Linked DNA regions of Mus musculus: all the other regions are linked to region 1. Evidence: chromatin contacts called from public HiChIP or PLAC-seq and promoter capture Hi-C data. All regions are on one chromosome and are shown on one strand. Each heading gives the region's core, a stretch centred on a gene start, on an enhancer-like site or on the middle of the called end of the contact. The rest is flanking DNA. Distances are from core to core; before and after follow the strand shown. Region 1 holds the start of Dnajc13 (DnaJ heat shock protein family (Hsp40) member C13). Region 2 holds the start of Atp2c1 (ATPase, Ca++-sequestering). Region 3 holds the start of Rab6b (RAB6B, member RAS oncogene family). Region 4 holds the start of Srprb (signal recognition particle receptor, B subunit).

The links. Promoter capture Hi-C pulls out the DNA fragments that hold promoters and counts their contacts. HiChIP or PLAC-seq counts read pairs in DNA pulled down with a chosen protein or histone mark.
Region 2: a promoter capture Hi-C map of liver shows a contact between it and region 1, with 8 times the contacts expected there. The contact joins the promoter of Atp2c1 here to the promoter of Dnajc13 in region 1. A contact is called at or near these places in 7 of 39 promoter capture datasets (cranial neural crest, embryonic stem cells, frontonasal cranial neural crest and 3 more), 1 of 484 Hi-C or Micro-C datasets (CD4 T cells), 1 of 115 datasets of contacts at active chromatin or transcription factors (microglia) and 1 of 9 other capture datasets (liver).
Region 3: an H3K4me3 HiChIP or PLAC-seq map of pro-B cells shows a contact between it and region 1, with 14 times the contacts expected there. The contact joins the promoter of Rab6b here to the promoter of Dnajc13 in region 1. A contact is called at or near these places in 1 of 39 promoter capture datasets (pre-B cells), 2 of 484 Hi-C or Micro-C datasets (CD4 T cells and CD8 T cells) and 2 of 115 datasets of contacts at active chromatin or transcription factors (pro-B cells and thymic regulatory T cells).
Region 4: a promoter capture Hi-C map of pre-B cells shows a contact between it and region 1, with 4 times the contacts expected there. The contact joins the promoter of Srprb here to the promoter of Dnajc13 in region 1. A contact is called at or near these places in 3 of 39 promoter capture datasets (liver, neutrophils and pre-B cells), 1 of 484 Hi-C or Micro-C datasets (CD8 T cells) and 1 of 115 datasets of contacts at active chromatin or transcription factors (astrocytes).

What each region holds. Positions count from the first base shown.
Region 1 is chr9:104,261,377-104,265,036 of GRCm38.p6, forward strand. Dnajc13 (DnaJ heat shock protein family (Hsp40) member C13) reads right to left here and starts at 1,554. Exons shown (of 56, transcript NM_001163026.1): 1 at 1,323-1,554.
Region 2 is chr9:105,519,539-105,523,198 of GRCm38.p6, forward strand. Atp2c1 (ATPase, Ca++-sequestering) reads right to left here and starts at 1,719. Exons shown (of 27, transcript NM_001253831.1): 1 at 1,502-1,719. The coding sequence starts at 1,609.
Region 3 is chr9:103,110,517-103,114,176 of GRCm38.p6, forward strand. Rab6b (RAB6B, member RAS oncogene family) reads left to right here and starts at 1,558. Exons shown (of 8, transcript NM_173781.4): 1 at 1,558-1,710. The coding sequence starts at 1,641. Gm46128 (a long non-coding RNA gene) reads right to left here and starts at 2,751. Exons shown (of 2, transcript XR_001779270.2): 1 at 2,010-2,751.
Region 4 is chr9:103,200,206-103,203,865 of GRCm38.p6, forward strand. Srprb (signal recognition particle receptor, B subunit) reads right to left here and starts at 1,860. Exons shown (of 7, transcript NM_009275.4): 1 at 1,707-1,860; 2 at 1,082-1,176. The coding sequence starts at 1,854.

The DNA of each region.
Region 1 (3,660 bases), core at 304-2,803:
CCACCAGTGTGCAACTTTATTACTGTGCACATTCACGTTTTAGAACTTGGTTTGTTTGCAGTCACGCTTGCTAGTATGATTTACACTACTACTACTGCATTAGAAAAGAATATCCATAGTTTCTCGGGGGAATACGAATGCTGGTATTGGCCCAGGACTCAAGCTAGCTTTAAGGTCTTTACATCCCTGTTTCTTAACTCTGGCTCCTCTTTTTCTCCTTTAATTTGTTTGTACTTCCTGTTTCCAAACAAATGTGAACTCAGTGTTTTCTCAACTAGGACTGGCGGTCCCGTCCCTGAACGTAATGTGGTATTAACAGCCAGAGCCACCATTTGCGATATTGCAACTTAAACATTGGTTTATACTATATATGAAAATTAAAGGGGCTTTTATGCTGTAAGCTAAATTAAGTTAAACAATGAGGCACTAGAAACAACAACAACAAAAAAAAAAACTAAACTATAGAATAAACGGGAAAAGCAGATCGTGGAAGTAAAAAATCACTACTTTGGGAGTTCATCTCTGTGTTAGGGGGCGATTTTTATTTACATCATCCTTCCACCAAGTGATTAGGGAAACGGTTTCAAGGTAAGAGTGGCTAATTTAGCATCTTACAATAGGGGTTTTTTGGGGGGCGGGGGCACGCAGGTGTACTCTCAACACCCACTTCATTGGGCGTCCAAAGTGCTGCTTCACCTACACCAAAAGCCGCGTTCAGAGGTGAAATCACAGCCCAGCACGGGCAACAGTGAACAGGCCAGGCTACTTTACAAGAAGGAAAAGCCTTGGGGGGAAAACTTGGTGTTTGATAAAGGACTTGAGGAAGAGAACAGCAGCTGCCCCTCCTTTCCCATCAAATCGAAACAAAACTGAGACGAGGAAAAAAGAAAGAAAAAAAAAAAAAAATCGAGTCTACGCGGGACCCCAGAGGAAGGAAGCAGGACCGCTAACCTAAGAAAACCGGAGGCGCCGGCATCCAGGAGGGAATCCCGAGGGCGGAGCCCACAGGGGAAGGAGGTGTGGAGTTGAGTCGGGGAGAGTTGCCGAGAGAAGTGGGGGACAGGGATAGTGATGGGAGAAAAGACGGCCAGGCAGAGAGAGGGGTGGGGCTGCCGGGCAGTGCCCCGGGCAAATGTCACTCAGAGCCGGGGGAGGGGAGGGTCCGAGCGCAGGGATCCCTGGACGGAGGATCGCGGCTTCAGCAGGTTCGAGCCACACACAGCAGCTTAACGCCGCCCGCTCTGGGGTCCCTGCCCGGAGCCCCCGGGTCCCCGAAGGTGGGAAGCGGCATCGCAGAAACCCAGAGCCGGAGGCGGCTTTACCTTCGCAGGAGGCTGGAGGCGCTCCAGCCCGAGCTCCGCCCGCCGCCGGCTCCACGTCTTGAGTAGGATGGAGGCGCCGCCGGCCCCGTCCCCTCTCGCTTTCCTTTTCCCCGCCGGGGCCTGTCGCCGCGGGTTCCTGCGCCGCGGCCCCCACCCCTCCGCTCCTCCCTCTGCCTCTCAGAGGCTCGCCCTGGACGCCGCCATCTTCCACCAGGCTTGCGAGCGCTGAACCCTAACGCGCGTGCGTGGCCGCCGCCCCGGCCGTCACGAGACCCTGTCAGCTGACCTCGGCGCTTCCGCCTCGCGCCCCGCCCTCGGGAGCACTGTGCTCCCTCCCTCGGTGGCCCATTCGCCGTCTTCCGGGAAGCGCCGCGTGCGCGCCGCCCGCCGTTCCGCCTCTCGGGAAGTACGCGTGCGCTTAGCGAAAGAGAGCCTTGGCCCAAGCAGAAGGCGAGGCGCCACGCCCCCTGGAGCGGTCCGAGAGGCCACGCCCCCTGAATCCCTGGAGACACGCCTCTCAGCCAGACGCTGGCATTGGCTACTGTAACTCTGCAAAGGAGCAGCTCTGTTACCTAGCCCTAGTCTTCAGTGTCCTGGCGCATCCACGAAGCCGTCGAAAGCCTCAGTGCGCATCTCTGGTTTAGCTGCATCGTGGGCATAACTTTTACTCGCTACTGACACACCCTGAACGCGGATTTAAGTTTTGAGTGTTCAGGGAGATAATGGAGACCGAAGCCTCAGAGGTCAAAGGCCTTTGCGGGTGAAGTGTTGGGACAGTTAACACTGCTGCCTTCCTGGACCTCTGATCCCAGAGCCAGGATTTAATTGGCCAACTACTTAAGGTCAATTAACTTGCAGCCGTCTGAGATAGGGATTATCCTCTATTTTCAGATAATAAATTGATGTGTAGTTCCACAGTAGTAGACTTAGTATTTGAGCTCAAGTAAGTTGACTCAAGAACTGCTCTCTGGATAGGAACTCACTGAAACTATATGAAGAGGGGAACTCAGGAGAGTGACAGTATCAGAATGAAACAAAGTTACAGATGACAATTGTGTCAGAGCTCTGAGCAACAGACGGTGTCTCATCTAAGATGTGAGAGGGGCAGACTACCCTCTAAAACGTGATTCTGTGGGGGGAAAAAAACTTGTATGGACACACAGTTCTAGGTTTAAATGCTCTGGTGAGCCTAATATTATTATTGTGTAGCAACCCTGGAACTGGAATTTCTCAGGGACCCCGTCTGTGGTTGAATCGTTTCATAGATGGAGGTTTTGGGATGAAAAACATGTAAAATGGTTTCTACAGACTTGACTTTTTGGCCGACTGACCCATTTGTGTTACTGGAGACGACTAGATTTTTCCTTAGGAAGGCTTTCCCACACTGTCCCAGTGAAATAAAAGTGCCTGTGAGCAGCCAGAAATGGCTTGCTTGGAAAGATGAGACCTGAAGTAGAGTGGAAAGGGGAAAAAACAACAATGAAAAACAAAACAAGATGCCCTTGGCCTATCCCAGGGTAATAAAAGCATGTGCTTACGTGGCTTTGTATATGTTACAGACCCTTAGAGTATTGCCAGAACTAGGTGTGGGCGGTCCTATTTCTATTTGGTAAAAAAGGCTGACCCAGAGTTCCTAAGTGACTAAATCAAGGTGAGGTTCATCCAAAAGGTTGAGCCGAGATTTGGCCCCAGACTGTAACACCCAGGTCATCAAACTACTAAACCCTTGACACTGCCTCTCTATTTAATATTTGGAACCAAATAAATGGATTCTCAGAGGTGAAAGGAGCTTAGGTAACATGAACTGCCTCCGTCCCCTGTAGTGGAAAATTCCCTGCCTCTGAACGCATCCTGAAGTGGAGAAACTGTATTCTTCCCATAAGCCTTCTCTTGCAGAAATCATTTCCAGGTTTGAATGGTTGGTTTTGCTCTTCTCTCCTCCTCCTCCTCCTCCTCCTCCTCCTCCTCCTCCTCCTCCTCCTCCTCCTCCTCCTCCTCTGTGTCCCAGCCTTTCATTATCTGCCAGTCCACCTGCCCATATCATCGTATCCCACCCTTTCCTGTGTTTCCACCTGCCAGCCTCTGTGCTGCTTCCTCATTTCCCTTAGTGAGATTTGCATAAAGTTGTCACTCTTCTTAAGATGCTAGAACTAGAGACAAGAATCGGGATGAGTAGGAAGACTTGGCTCATCTTTCCAGAGACTTCTGTTAAGTTACCTGGCTCCCCACCCCCTCAACATTTTTGAAAGGGTGTCAAGTTCAAGGTAGACCTTCAAACTTCTCTTTCTGCGTTTATCTTTTTTCCTTCGAAGCCCATGATCGCAAATACAATTGCAGA
Region 2 (3,660 bases), core at 469-2,968, 1.3 Mb after region 1:
AATAAATAATAAAACAGGCTTCCAAAAAAAAAAAAAAAGCCCACAGGATTATTTAAGCAACACAGCCACAAGCCACCTCTCTCCACACATTGCTCAGAAAAGGGAAGAAATCCGTGCCCATCCCCCACGGTCATCTTGTCAGTCATTCTTTCCCCCTCCCCTGTGGAAAAAGCCTGTGACATAGCTCCTGGGGTAAACAAAGACTCTGGGCACCACCATGTGGTTCTCCCATTTTCTACTTCAAAACCAAGGCATGCCGAGAGGAGACAGAAATGTTTCTCACCGAGTGTTACCCTGAAACTGAGCGAGAGGTAAATGGGGCAACCTAGCTCCCTTAATGCAGAGAGCCTGAGTCTCTAGCACTAGTCAAAATCATTTAAGATTTTAAGATGCAGTTTCCTTGATAATCCTAATGATCTGTCAGGTATTTTGTTTTTTGGTTTTTGTTTTTTTTTTTTTTTTTCAAATGAGGCATGAGCTTTGGGGAAAAGGGGTCACCAAAGGGTTTCCTTCTGCTGCCCTCTGCTTCCATTTCTGGGAAGCCTCTTACTAACTGGGTCATTTTCTACCACGGAGGAAAAAAGAACAGGACACTGGCAATATCTGTCGCCTGGCTCTGCCGTTCTAGAGAGAGCACAGGGCAGAGCGCTTGTGGCTGGTCATCTTCTATGTGGTGACAGACCTGTCTTTCATATTTCTAGTCCGTTGCCAAGCTTCTAAATGAGCTCCTGGATTTAAATGGGCCACACATTGTTCTCTCTCTAATCCAGTGCAATTACGAAAGCAGTTTTTAGATATCAATGTATAATGTAATCAATGTAATGAACACACATGTTTTTAAATGAAATAACCAGACATTTTAAACAGGCTTATTAAGATGCGTCTATACCCACATGCTAGAACTTCCTGTTGGAAACTGTAGCTTTCAATTGGCTAAAAGGATTAATAATTATTGTGCTCTGTCCCCTATGCACCACATATAAGAATCACCTATTATATCCAAATGATCTTATCAGCCCACTAATGATCTGATTATAGCCACACAGATAACCTTCATTTTGCAAATCCTAGTGACATTAAAATAATCACAGAAACATGCAAGAAAATAAGTGTGTTTCTAGGGTATACTGCTTCATCTATTGAGCTACGAACGGTTTCAGAATTTGTCTTCGAAACACTGAAAAAATGATCAAAGTATCAAAGAGTCACCTCCGTAGTATGGTAGGTTCATCTAGATAACGGAAGAAAGCAAAATAAGTGTCAAACACACACACCCAGAACATTTGCATAATTTATCTCAGGACCCAAACGTTCCACAGCCAAGTAACCCCTCACAAGCGGCAGGCTCCTCTGACTGCCAAGCTCGAGTAACTACAGGCTGGATCTGACCTCTGCCTATGAACACCAGTAAGCCAGCAGAGAAACATTCCCCAAGCTTCGACAGGCCACACCCAGAAATAAGCACCAGTTATTTTTAAAGTTAGCACAAACAAAATAGTACCTGCTCTTCGGCCCTTTGGCTTCTCAGCGTTGATAAATATTTCCGAATAGAGTGGAGAGGATACTTTTTCAAGTAAGAAAATCCGGACGGAGGCAATAAGTTCTCCATACTGAGGGGAAACCCGAGGGTCCTTGTCTGCCCCTCCCTGACAGCGACCAAATGCGACCTAGACACTTAGTCTCTGCTGCCTAGCCGCTCCTTTGAAGTGCCACCACTTTGCTGCAAACCGAGCAGGTGTCAATCTTATAGCTCCCCCTTTGAGTGGAAGTTCCTAGAGACAGCTGAGGGAGGCGGGTCATCTAGAAACCTCCAGAACTGCAATGCCCAGGAGCCAGAGGCAGGAAGAAGTTCAGGGCTGGCCCGAAGAATGTAAACAGCCCAGCGATAGCGATATGACTGACTGTCCTATTTTGAGCAGCAAGGCTCTGTTGCAAGCGATGTTAATATTAGCTAGCGGGTGACTTTCCATACCCACGGACTCTCGTGAGGTTTAATTTTAATTCTTCCGACAGTATTTCTGGTGATTCTTTCTTTCTTTCTTTCTTTCTTTCTTTCTTTCTTTCTTTCTTTCTTTCTTTCTTTCTTTCTTTCTAAGAGGGCATGACATGAGGTTTTCCCAGTTTCCTTTGAGCTTTCTTGTCATTACCAACACACACTAACAACCTTCAACTGAGCCTCCGCTCAAAAGTGTCAATTCATTTCAGCCTTGAGAAACGCTGTTTTAGAGTTCTTATTTTATTATTTTTATTCATCTCTCATATGTTACATCCTGACCACAGTTTCTCCTCTCCTCCCAGCTCCTCCACCCACACATTCCTCCTCCCCACTCCCCAGGAGGAGGAAAAGGGTCCCACACATAGGCAAAAGAGTCTGGGACAGACCCAGCTCTCAATGTTAGCATTTCCACATGAACCCGGAGCTACTCAGCCATAACATACATGCAGAGGACTTGGGGCAGACCCCTGCAGGCTTCCTGGTCTCTGCAAGTTCCCATGAGTGTATTGATTCTGTGGACCCTGTTAGAAGACTAGCACTGTTTGAAAACTAAGCAAATCACACACACACACACACACACTCACACACAGACACCACCCCTTCATGGACATTATGGGGTTGGCCAGCTCTGTGGACATTCATTGAGTTCTGTGGTGCATTGTGCTACGTGCCAGTAACCAGACACTTTGCATTTATTGGGCAATGGCTGCAAACAGATTCTTTTCTGAGTTAAAAGGCTTCTTGCCTTGAATCCTTATCGCAAAGCCACAGGCTGAACTCAGAACCATTAAATTTCCCCGAGGCTTTCTCCTGAGTATCTGTGAGAGGAACTGTTACAAGCACACTTCTAACTACTATAAAAAGGATTCATGCCTTCAAAAGAGGAAAAAGGGGTGGTGGGGGCAGGGGGGTAAAGAAGAACACAACAAGAGATCTGTTGTGTTAAAGGATATGAAATTATACATTTGAAAGTTCATTTTCTTTGGGATCTATAGAGGTCACAGGGTTTGTCGTCTAAGTCCTGAGCCACACTTCTACCCCCACTCCACCCCAACTGTGTGTGCATGTATGTGTGTGTGTATGTGTGCATGTGCGCGTGCACACATACACACACACACACACACACACACACATGCATATTTATACTAGTGTACATACCCATGCTGTCCCATAAGGCTAGAGGACTAATGTCCTGCTCTAAGGCTTTCTGCCTTATTCCCTTGAGATGGCTCCTCTCAGTGAACCTGGAGCTAACTGGGCAAGCCAGCAAGTCCCAGCCATCTTCTTGAATCTGCTCACCACAGGGCTGTAGTTACAGGAACAAGCAGCCATGCCAGGCTCCTCCGCATGCAGGTGCTAGGGATTCAAATTCTGATCCCTCTTCTGGTACAGCAAATGCTCTCACCCACTGAGCCATCCCCCAGCCTCCCGCCTTTGTTCTTTCCTGGCCTTTTAAGCCTTTCAGTAGCTCACACCATTTCAGCAAGGGACCATTGTGTGGGAACTAAGGTGGACAAACCATGTAGCTCAGAGGTGTGCTTCAAGGAGAAAAGCTAGTCTCTCTCCCCTCCAGTGAGAGAAGAGGTTGAGAGGAAATAGGAGTAGGCAAAGCTCCTGTCATAGACTTGTGACAGGACCTAGCACTCCTGGGTGGGGCACTTGCC
Region 3 (3,660 bases), core at 308-2,807, 1.2 Mb before region 1:
AGTCTGGTGCCCAATCTGGCATGCTTATATGCTCAGAGGGATGACCTCCGACTCCAGGGACTTCAAACCGAAGAAGACCACAAGAATAGAACAGTTACTCTGATTTGAGAGTAGTTTTAGAGGTTAATTCGAGCATTCAGCAACTGTTTCCTAAACTCTAGGTGAAGTGGAACCTCAGCTGCTTCCATGGAGTTTCCTGTGAGGGCTCAATGTGCGGTGGGAGACTCTAGTGGGTACATTCGGGGTAAATTCATAAGTGTCCCCTGGGAAATCCGTAGGCACGGGTGTGTGTGTGTGTGTGTGTGTGTGTGTGCATTTCACTCCTGGCTTGCTTTGTGTAACATACACTACACATTCCAAACAGTCCCAAACAAACATTCCCTGAATGGCCAGAGAAGGTCAAGACCAGCAAGTGGCTGGAGAGGAAGAGGGGAGGGGCTTTGTAAAGCCTCAATTAACCCGATGCCTTAGAGTGTACTGCTTGGGGACTGCGTTTAACCTTAGTCTGGCGTCTACTCCTTGCTCTCACGCTACTGTGTGTGCCCTGCAAACTTAGAGGTCGCTCTCTTATACTCTTGTAGCTCATTACCCGAATAAACCTAACTAGCAGGGCGCAGGAGTGTGGTTGGGCTGACGGTCTCAGGATCAAAAGAGGCAGGGCATTGTCTTTGGGTTAGTGGAGCTGTCTTCTACCAGGCAGGTTAGGTTTCAAACCCTAGTAGGCATATCCTGTAAGGGTGTCTTCTCTCTCACTGGCCAGCTCCTCTGGGGACAACCACAGATCCCCTCCGCATGAAGAGTCTGAGCCTAGCTAGATAGGAGGTAAGCTAGAGGCCAGCAGGGGCCACCGAGGAGCCATACCCCAGGTCTGAGCCAGGTATCCGCACATCTTCCTACTCACCACCACACCACACACTGACCCTTTCCTATGTTCCCGCCCTGTCTGACCATCTATCTGGGTCTGAGACGGAAGAAGGGAACCGCATTTAGGTGTCAAAGACCAGAAACAAATGTCCTCTTGACCAAGTCCTGTCTTTTTTTTTTCCCCCTAGGTGGGTGGGTGAGACAGAAGCAGCAGGGCAGAGCAAGACGCTCCAAAGAGGGCACCTCTCTTAGGCTCAAGAGGAGGTGGCTCTCCGGAGCCGGCTGCCCGGGTGGGGGCTGGATGGCGCACGCCCCCCAAGCCCCGCAAACCCACGGGCTCCGCATGACATCAGAGGCTTGGGAGCGCGCAGAGCGCAGGCGCGGGCGGAGCAGGCGGGCGGGAGGGGGCGCGTGGCGCTGCTCGGAGAGCGCTCCTCCGCCCAGCTCGGTCCCTGCGCCCCGCTCCGCCCGTGCCTCGCTGCCCGCGCCGAGCTTCGGGCGTCCACAGCGCGCCCGTCGCCCGTGCAGCCAACGCCACCCAGGGCTGCGCCGCGCACCCCGCCTCCTCCCTTTCCGCCGTCGCCGCCGTCGGACACGCAGCCGCAGGCCGGGGCCCGGCCGCAGCTGGGGAGTCAGGGGCGCGCGCAGCCAGCCCTTCCCCCTCCGGCTCCCGCACCGCTCGCCGCCTCCCCTCGCCCTCCTCCTCTCCCCTCCCTGCTCCTTCACCGCTTCCTCCTCCTCCTCCTCCTCCTCGCCCGGCCCCAGCTGCCAGCACCATGTCCGCAGGGGGAGATTTTGGGAACCCGCTGCGAAAATTCAAGTTGGTTTTCCTAGGGGAGCAGAGCGGTGAGTACTCGGCTTATTCTCTCGGCTCGGAGCCGAGTCTTTTCCCCACGCCGCCCATTCAGCCACCCCACTAGGGACCCTCCCAGCCCTGGCTCGCCAAGGCCCTTCCACGCCCCGGTAGAGGAGAGGGATGCAGATGGGGAGATGGGGCTGGCTCGGGTGGGGCCGGGCTGGGGAGGACCAAGGGGGAAAGGAAGAAGGTGGTTCTGGGGGTCAAGGGATGAGGGTGAGTGTGAGATCTGGGTACGGGTACCCGGTGCAGGTGCGTCCGGGAGGACCGAGGGCGGCGGCTGGCTCACCCGCTCTAGGCGCCGGGCTCGCGGGCTCGCTGACTAGCTCGCACTGCGGCACAGGCTGCGGAGCACTGTGCAGGTGTCTGGGTGCCGGCGAGGGTGTGGGCGAAGGGACAGGAGCCTCTCTTGGGAGAACGAGGTGGGGCTGGGAGCTGGTTGCCCCCACCCCAAGGTTGCGCCCGAGGGGCTCCCTGCGGACCCTGCCTGGAATCTAGGGAAAGGACGCGTCCAGCTCTGGAGCAGATTGCTGCTGGGAAATGGGGAACACGACACCTGTCCCTTTTCGAAAAGAGTGGGTGCAAGTGGTAGGGTAACTGGGCACTTAGCTTCTCTGGCTTACATCCGACTGGGCAGAAGGTTCTAGACTCACTGTCCTTCACTAATGTGTTAGCCTCTTTGGGGCTTAGGGGTGTGGATCGTGAGAGTGAAGATTCTTCCCATAGCAGGTGACTTGGGGGATGGTACAGAGGCGTCTCATATCTGTGAGCTTGGCACTGGGCAGAGAAAGGCCTAGGCGACACGCCCTGCCTGGCTTCCCTGCCCCCTCTAGAGAGCATCAGTGGAGCCGGTGGATTCTCCCACCCCCCATCTCCCAGCTCACCGCCCTTCTTGGGGGAGGGGAGGTCACCGTGGCAGCCAGCCAGAGCCTAAGGAGGGGGAGAGTAAGGGTTTCTTTGCTGCCCAGGAGTCTCCCCTCCCAAGTATCTGACACCCAGGTTGGTCCAAGGTGGGAAGCTCAGACAGAAGAGCAGCGACCCCTCTGATACCTGTGGGAAGGAGTACCTCCTTGAGAGCCTCGGTCCAGGAGTCACATAACCAGGGGGTTACAGACATAAGCTGGGCTTCTGAGCATTTCTGCTGGAAGAGAGGGGGATCCCGGGGGGGGGGGGGGCGGGATTCCCAGCTCTAGCTCTGTAAACCAGTTCTGTTAGCTGGTTTGGAGGCCAAGAGGAGGAAGGCCGTGGGAGGACCTGGTGGGCCCAGGCACCGTGCAGCTATGACGTGTGCGTGTGGGCTGTGGAGGTCACATGGCCACCTCCTGTCTGCTGATGCTCAGTACCTGAGCTGGAGGGTTGGGAGCCGGGTGGAAGTCGGGGTTGCCTGTCCCGGAGAGCTGGGTTTGGGACATTTCACATCGTACCCAGCTCAGCTAGGTAGCCAGCTGGATCTGATTCCCTGTGCTTTGTAGATCCCAAGTGTCACAAAGGACACCTCCGTTCCTTGCTGTGTGGAAAGGATTTTGGGAGCACCTCAGCCCTAGGAGGGAGCCTGCAGGTGCACAGCAGCCTTGGGGGGTGGGGGGGGCTCTCAACTGTGTTGTCATTTGCCTGATTCCAGGCCTCCTGGACACTCAGTTTCTGTCTCTGAGTAGTGGGTAGCTGGAAGCAGCCCTTATGCCTCATGTTTCCCCCAGTGCCTGGACTATGCTGGAGTTCAAAGAATATTTGTTAATTCTAAATCTGAACACAGTTCCATAAAGAATCATATGTGGTGAGTTTGAATGAAACTCTGGGCTCCCTTAGCAACTGCTGATGGGTGGAACACACACACACACACACACACACACACACACGCCACCCCCAGTGAGAGTTCTGCCAACCCCTCCAGGTCTGGAGTCACAGAAGTGAGAGACAGCCTTTCCTCACATGCTCATGTG
Region 4 (3,660 bases), core at 610-3,109, 1.1 Mb before region 1:
TAACAGGTGTATGTACACTGAAGGTTGGTTGATGTCGGGAGTCCTTAATCTTTCTCCACCTTATTTATTTACTGTTTTTGCTTTTTTTTTTTTTTTTTTTTCCCTGACATAGGGTTTCTCTGTGCAGCTCTGGCTGTCCTGGAACTCATTCTACAGACCAAGCTGGCCTCAAACTTGAAGAGATCCTCCTACTTCTGCCTCCCAAGTGTTGGCTTTAAAGGCATGGACCACCACCACACAGCCAGCCACCTTTTGTGAGGCTGTGGTCTCTCACTGAACCCGGGGAGAAAACCAACTAGCATGGGTGGTGGTGAGCCAAGGAATTCCAGGGATCCATACCTCCTAGGCCCTGGGATTGCTGACAAGAACTTCTGGACCTGGCTTTCACGTATGTGCCACCGATCCAAACTCAGACCCTCATTTTTTTGCCAGGCAAGAAAACAGACTGAGTCACCTCCCCATCCCCAGACCACGTATTCTAACAGCATCGTGTGTGTATGTGTGTGTGTGTGTGTGTGTGTGTGTGTTTTTACAGGTTTTCCTAGAGTCTTTTTTATATAACTCCCAGGGGGCTGGAGAGATAGCTCAGTGGTTAAGAGCACCGACTGCTCTTCCGAAGGTCCTGAGTTCAAATCCCAGCAACCACATGGTGGCTCACAACCATCTGTAATGAGATCTGACTCCCTCTTCTGGTGCATCTGAAGACAGCTACAGTGTACTTAGATATAATAATAAATAAATCTTAAAAAAAAAAAAAGAATTAACTCCCAGGGCTGGAGACTCAACTAAGTTGGATAAGATCCCATCCTGCTTCTAGCAAAGGGACCTGAATTCAATTCCCAGCACCCACATCAGGCAGCTTTGAAGACCGACTCTACAAAATCTGACACATCTGGCCTCTACAGGTACAGGCACTCATGTGCATATACCCACACACATACATATAATTAAAAAGAAAAAAAAATATTTTTAAAAACATGTCCTAAACTTGCTGTACCAAATAAACTGCAAGATGACAGGGCTACGGAAATGCCTTACCCATCCCTCTTAAGTCTAACCGAGGTGAAAATCAAAGCATTACCCTGACAAACAGCAACGTTTTCCCAGAGTCACAGAGACCAACGAAGAGAACAGCTCTCTGACTGCTCTTTCGGCTCCAGATGAACTTCCAGAACACTGCAGAGAAGAGAAAGGCAGCCTTCATTTTCTAAAGACATTATTAGTAGGCATTTACGACAAAAAAACAAAGCGTCCATCTGGACTACTTTCATTGTCACACGGATTAGAGTCAGTTTTGTTAGGAACTCACGGAGCGCCAGCCACTATCAACTGTAAACCTTTTCACGTCTATTTCCCTCATCCAAATGTGGAGACTAAAAGTATACACAGAATGATGGATCTGGGAAAAATTAGTGGCTTGCTACATTTGATTGGTGGATTTCTACTCTACCTTAGTACCCCAGTATCTCAGAGCCCAGTTCAGACACAAGTGGCTCAAAGTTGGAATGAACGATGGCGGCCGCAGCGCTCAAGCGCACAGGGCCGCCTCATGTAAGTCCTGTCCCAAGACCCAGGTCACTTCAGCGTCCCCTTTCCACACTGCTGGGTCTGGAAGACGAGTAGTAGAAGAGGGAACGCAGCCGTCCGCCTCCCTGGCCTGCGGCGCCGAGCCACCCTGCCCTCGCCGTGAATGCCGGCCGCCTCACCCAGCGTCAGCAGCACCGCCAGGAGAGCCACCGCCACGGAGAGCAGCGTCGGATCCCTCTGCTGCAGCTCCTGTCGTAAGGAGTCGAGGTAAGGCTGGAAGGCGCCACCGGCGCCATCGCCAACTCGCCGGGTGTTCGCCGAAGCCATGAAAGAGGTGTGTAGTCTTCCCGGGCCGCCAAAGTTACGTGGCTCTAGGCTCCACGCCGTGGTGGGGCGCGGGGCATCACGGGAGTTGTAGTCCCTTAGGGGTATCTCGGCTAAGTGCCTGATGGGAGTTGGAGTTTTTTGGTTTCTACAACCCAGTTAGCGAGTGTATTCATATCGGCATGCTTTGAGACATGTATAGCTTTGTGGAATTTTTTTTCTTTGCATTTTAATTTTTTATCTTTGGAGAATTTCATAAATGAATATGATGTCTTTTGGTCAAACCCACCCCTCTACTCCCATTTCATTTCGATTTTTGAAAGAATGATGACTTTTAGCAAAATTAACGGCTACAAAACTTCATTTGAGGGTGAGGATTTCTACTCGGCCGTTACATGGGATGAAATTTATGAGAGATTTTACCACAGTATGATGTGACCGAAGATGTGATGGAGTCACAGAGAATCCACAAAGACACATCAAGTCCTTTATGAGGTCAGAGAAAAGTAGCTAGAGATGGACCTGAATCTTGGAGGATGCATTAACCTATACCGGCAACTAAAGAAAACAGAAAAAGACGCACGGAAGAGAAGCTTGAGTAAAAGCCAATGACATGTGGGAAACTCGGGAATTCTGTGTCCTGCATTGACACGTCCAGCACGGAAAAAAATGACTGCATTTTAAAAAGCAATCAGGAAAATCAGTGCTCGGGAGGATGTGGAGGTGTCGACGATAGATTGATCATTCCCACCCAAAGGAAGCAGGCCTACTCAACCAGGTAGGCCATTTGAGAGGCCCAGAGTAGACAACATTTTTCAGTTTCTCAAGAGGACTTATTTATAAAAGATCTTCATGGGAACTCTTCTACTTAAGATTTCATCGGGTAATCGAAACATTTAAAAAAAAATGTGAGCTTCAATTTAAAAATATCTCTGCGAGTCAGAAGTGGCCAAGCCTCGAGGGCCATTTGCAGCCTCTGTCATTAAGTAGCTGTCATTATTTTAAAGTATTTAAGTACAGGTCTGCCTGGGAGATGACAGGAAAAGTCGATGTCACTTAAAGGCTAAACAAATTCATTAAAATGTCGCACTGCCACATAAAACCCCAACTCCTGCAGGTACCAGGAAGAGAGGAAATGAGACATTCCCTTCCTCTCTAGTGTGGCAGTGAGTGATTGGGTAGGAAATGAAACAAAGATGTTAAAGTTTGAGTTTGGAAGGTTCGCAATGTGATTTCGATTTCCATACATCCTCAAAAGGCAGAGGGCAGGTGAGAAGAAGCCCACTCGAGAGGGCCACTCCGTTGGCCTTACCATCGCCAGATACTGAGTCGCTGGCTACAGGCTATGTATAAGAATGATTAGATTGTCCATGGAAGCAAAAGTGGCAGAAAGGCAGCTGGAAAAGTTTGTAGGAATCAGACCTGGGAGTGGTTTTGTGTGCTATGCTGAAGAACTCAGAGTTTACTCATAGTATAACAATAAGCTGAAGGTGACATGGATAATTGGCAGATCTGTGGAGAACTGTGACTGGAGAGAGAAAAGACTGAGGCTGGGGGAATCAATGGGAGTCTCTTGTCGTATTTAGGCAAAAGATACTTGGAGTCTAACACAGGATAAAAGTGTGAAATCCGGGGCTAGAGAGATGGCTCAGTGGTTAAGAGCACTGGTTGCTCTTCCAGAGGTCCTGAGTTCAGTTCCCAGCAACCACATCAGGTGGCTCACAGCCATCTGTAATGGGATCTGATGCCCTCTTCTGGTGTGTCTGCAGACAGCTACAGTGTGCTCACATACATTAAATAAATAAATAA